2 separate regions of the Xenopus laevis genome follow, and region 2 is linked to region 1. Evidence: chromatin contacts called from public Hi-C data. All regions are on one chromosome and are shown on one strand. The core of a region is the stretch at or near the end of the contact, and the rest is flanking DNA. Distances in the headings are between cores, read along the strand shown.

Region 1 (2,527 bases), core at 11-2,510:
ATTTGGGCAATTTCATGGTCATTCGCTATATCTATATTAGAAAAAATAGTAATAATGAAAGAATATAGTAAGTAGATATAAAAGACTAGGAGAATAAAGAGGTTGAGTGAAGAGAGGAGGTATAATAGTTTGGAAAGTGGGCCCTCGGCCTAAGGTTTTCTGGTGGGCCCCTGGTATCCCAGTCTGACACTGTTACCTTCCCTCTCACTCATTGTCTCCTGGACAATTTTATTTTGAAAAGTCAGTCCTTTATAAAATGTCTGTCTTTAAATTCCCAGTGTAATCGCTGTACCCCACATTGGCAGTGGCTCATATAACCCCTGTAGTGCCAGACTCAGTCCCAATACAATCCCAGAGCCATAGCTAAGGCCTCACCTGGCAGCCGGTGTCGGAGTATCCAGGGGCAGAAAGTAAGAGGGTCCCGGTGCAGTAGGCGATGCTGAGGGAGCCCCAAGCTAGACCCATAGGGAGGAGCCGCTGGTTCGGGGAAGAGAAGGTCTGGGGGCCCCAGGAGTCGAATCCCAGGCCGGAGAGGGGCCGGGGTCAGCCCATGGCCAGGTTCAGGGTACTTGAGTGCAGTGGGCCTAAGGGGTTCCTCGGGAATTCGATCTGGTCCAACCAAAGCTTCGATGGAGAAGCCCTTCCTAACTGGAGGTAGAAACATGGCGCTGCCCCGGGGCAGATCACTAGTGCAGGCCAATCCTCATCCCACCTTGTCAGGACCCCAATGTACGGAGTAGGCAGTGCCTTTGTCAAGGTGAAGGTGCTGCCCTGTATTATGGGCCAGTAGTTGTAGGGGTGAAGCAGGTTAGTAGTGACAGGCGCTGCCAGACGTATCCTACATCAAGTCCTATCCCAGTGCCAGTGTTCCAATCACTTCAGCGCCAGGGAACGGGCTGTTCCAAGAGTCTCCGGGAGTGGGGTTGTAATTTGCGCTTCTTGGGGCTGATGAAATACCTGGTGTCTCCTGTTTGTCTTTCACCAGTGAAAGTTCCGCTCTTCCCAAGATGTCGTGGCCCTGTGACCCTCCCTCTGCCCCGCTGTCCAGAATCGTTGTGGGCAGTTTAAAGTGCTGTTCCTATCTGTGGCTCACACAAGATAAGCGCTCAGGCTGGGGACATAAGAAAATACTTTTAGCTTCTTGGAGTCAGATTGTACCTTTCTGAGGTTTCTTTTCTAATCCCCGACCCTACCGGCCTGTCATCCTACCATCCGCCAATAGCGTTGGAGGTGGGCGTGGTTATCGCGGGGCACTAGCACCTTACCAAGAGGATGACATGAAGTGATTTGCTTTCCTTTCTCTTTCCACAGCAACTCACCTGCTGCGCACACATAAGCACCCCAAACTCACCGAGTAGTGCACAGAGCACATTGGTCAGGATTACCCCTCCCCCACTACTGCAGCTGGATTATGGGATAGTACCAAAGAAAGAAAACTAAATTGTGTCCCCGAGATTACGCTTTCATTTGAGGTGCAACTGTTAGGAAGGGGTGTAAGTAGAAGTTTGTATCGTTTCTGTCACGTTTGAAGCTTTTTCTGGCTGTGACAGGGGATGCTAGAAATTACAAAAAATGCAAGCTTTCGGGCCGATTTATGTCTCTTCATCAGTAAGGAGATCTGAGAGTTGTAGTACAACAACAGCAGGGGAGTTAGGTGTAACCTTTTCTCTGGGGAAATCTTTCTTCCTTTTCCTGAAACGGCGAGACATATATTCTATAATATTATCCACGTGTCTGAAACAATTCATTCTCCGGCGCAGAAAGTCAATTTCCCATTGCAATAAACAGTTGCACCGACACCAAAATTAAATCTGAATAAGGTTGTCGGAATTCAGGGAGTTTGGTCTGTGAACAGTTAGTTGCACTTTGGTTGACAGGACTTCTGATGTACAGCAGCTACATATACACATATTATTATCTTACTTGGGTTTATGTACTAGGCGCATTGTTATGTCATTTATTGGCAGTTTGATGTGCTATGTGGCACTTGGCAAGGATGGCACTGGCTGTAACAAACTGCACCTATGTGTTACCTACTACTGCCACTGCTCTGCTACAATTACGCCTACTCTTCTCCCAGCGCTACTAACCCCCCAGTGCATTAGTTTACCTTGTGCTGCTTCATGTTTTATTAGTCGTAGTAATATCACTGCTTCTGCAACATTTCACTTCAACCTCTCGTTTTCCTGGAGAAAAAAAAGTTATCCCACATTTTCTTTTTTTTTTGTGCTAATTATATTTCTTCTTTTATTCCGATTTGTATAGGAAAACGCTTTGGGGGAGAGACAACAAACTGCTAAATATTTTAATCCCTATAGAGGTGGCATATAAAGCCAAGTATAAAAAAAAACGGCCCCTGTGTTTGTATAGTGCAGGGTGCAAACGAGTATAAGATTACACCGCTAACGTTTCGGTTGTCATTTGAGACCTTCATCGACTTTGCACTGTATGAATGTAACTAGGGATCAGCATGTTACTTTAGTGTGAGTGTGTATTCAGGGTAACAAGTGCCTCATGAAACCGGATC
Region 2 (2,527 bases), core at 16-2,515, 160 kb before region 1:
TGCCAAATTTTGTAAAATGAACATTGTAATTAGTGCATGTGGCCAAAAAACAGCCACATGGAGCACGGCAAATCTATTTGTCCCTCTTTCTATTTCCAAAATGTTGAGAGATATGGTATTTGCATCCAAGGCAATACTATTTGGCCCAGTGCTCGCTATAAACTCCCACACATTGCTCAATTCTTTAACAGCTGATTACTCCCCACATAGCTCTGCTGCCTACCACTAGTTTTGGCCACCTGCACAACTGAAAAAGCTTCCTTTTGACATTGCCATCTTGGCGACTGGCAGATTGAAAGTACATATGCATGTTTTGTTTATTTGGCAGCTGCTGTGGAGGAACTACTGTATGAAATAAGGCTTGCACACTGGGAATTGAGTTGCAGTTAGGGTTGCCACCTTTTTTGGAAAAAAAATACTGGCCTTCCTATATATTTATCATTTTTCCCTATTAATAACATTGGGATCAACCATCATTTTTACCGGCCAGGCCGGTAAAATACCGGCCAGGTGGCAACCCTAGTTGCAGTGCATAGGGCCCAGTGGAGACCCTCCAAGATTAGTAGGGGATTTAATTTACAGTACTACGCATGGGGGGGGGTGAAGCCTCTAGACACAGCATGCGTTTGTTGCTCCTTACTCCCTCCGTGTAGGCCGGCAAAAACGATGATTGATCCGAATGTTGTTAATACAAACAAAAAGATAAATATATAGGAAGCTGGTATTTTTTTCCAGAAAAGGTGGCAACCCTACCTCCATGTTTCCAAATGTAAATTCTGGGAAACCTGGTGTAATATGTTCATATGGAAACACTTTGGTTGTCTTTGATGGTCTTTAAAGTAACAGTAACACCCTGAAATGAAAGTATTTTAAAACAATTAAAATATAATGAACAGTTGGCCTGCACTGGTAAAACAGGTATATTTGCTTCAGAAACACTTCTATAGTTCATATAAACAAGCTTCTGTGTAGCTGTGAGGGCAGCCATTCAAACACAAGTTATTTAGCAGACAACAGATGCACACTTCAGAATACCATTATATCAGCTTGAATGGATGAAAAAAAAAAAAAAAAATTATATATATATATATATATATATATATATATATATATATATATATATATATATATATATATATATATATATATATACACACACACACACACTGTGTACGACATGATAATAAATCGACTACAATAAACTGACGTGAGTTCCTCTTACATATAGACTAGAGCACAAGTCACTGATTGGCGTACATTTGCTCCTCCCACCGGACACGGAAGTCCTCAGAGGCGAGAGCGTGCGCGCTTACATGTGGTTATAACTTCATCCTGCTCGTGTGCGATCTAGGAAAATGACTAAAGTGAAGAAGGAGGAATGTGAGGAGGTGCCCGAGACGCCGAGTAAATCATACGATGAGCTGTTATCGTATCTAAACCCTGTCGCTAAACCACTCGCGGGCCGCAAACTCACCAAGAAGCTGAACAAATGTGTAAAGAAAGGTACCGTGCTCACTTCAATTCCCTCGCTCTGGTGGAGACGTAATTAGAGTTTTCACATCTCGTGAATTGCGATTGAGTCTAAAATGTGTTTAAGACGCGATAACAGTCAATGCGATTACTTGCACTTCAAGCTGGATGTAGTTACTGATGCACAGAGTAACCACAGGCGGCACATGCCATTGAAATTCTTAGCAGTACTGAGCATGGTTTCAGTGGAAGCCTGTGGCCAGCGTTTTGTCATTAATACACACAGATTTGTCCAATTTGTTTTATTCCTCTTGTCACTTTCCGAAGAAGATAGTACTTTAATAGAAATGTTATTTCCTTTATAGTAAGCGGAACTATAACTGCTGTAAGTTAATCAAAGATGAATTATTTCCTGGCTGGGTGTCACACAGTGAACTTGTTTTTAAGGGGCTTCTTCATTCATTAACACTACCACTGCTGACCCCAGCAGTCTGACCCCAGAAACCAAACTGCCTGAACCCTTATACAACCTGTTCCATGTGCTGGCCCTTTATGGGGTATTGTCTCTTCACCCCCCCCCCCCATTTCATCATGGAGAAAACTCTGTGCTGTTGTTGCAGCTAATACAGGTCACTCAATCTGATCTGAAGTGTTTTAGCTGTGGCGATTCTTAGCTCCCACAACGGCCATGAATTTTCTGGCATCTTGTTGCCATGACAAAATGTCATGCGTCTTTGTCCTGTTAGGGGATCTAGAGCAGGGAACCCCCAACCTTTTAAACCCATGAGCAACATTCAAAGGAGTTGTGGAGAAATGATGGCATGAAAAATATTCTTGGGATGCCAAATCAGTACTGTGATTAGCCACTTGGTAGCCCCTATGTGGACTGTTGACCTACACGAGGCTCTGTTGGGCAACAAAAACTTGCCTCCAAATCAGTAATTCAAAAATAACCACTCAGCGTGAGGCTACTGGGAGCAACATCCATGAGCTACTGGTTGGGGATCACTGATCTAGAGCTTTTGGAGGGCACACATCATTTCACTCTGAAACACTT

The links. A called contact is a pair of places that touch in the nucleus more often than the background predicts.
Region 2: a contact with region 1 is called in a Hi-C map of the XTC cell line, with 3 times the contacts expected there. A contact is called at or near these places in 2 of 4 Hi-C or Micro-C datasets (the XL177 cell line and the XTC cell line).

The regions. Positions count from the first base shown.
Region 1 is chr3L:54,968,711-54,971,237 of Xenopus_laevis_v10.1, reverse strand. It overlaps emx1l.L (homeobox protein EMX1), which reads right to left and starts at 1,260. Exons shown (of 3, transcript XM_018252265.2): 1 at 376-1,260. The coding sequence starts at 664.
Region 2 is chr3L:55,126,800-55,129,326 of Xenopus_laevis_v10.1, reverse strand. LOC108710993 (H/ACA ribonucleoprotein complex subunit 2-like protein) reads left to right here and starts at 1,265. Exons shown (of 4, transcript XM_018252268.2): 1 at 1,265-1,503. The coding sequence starts at 1,356.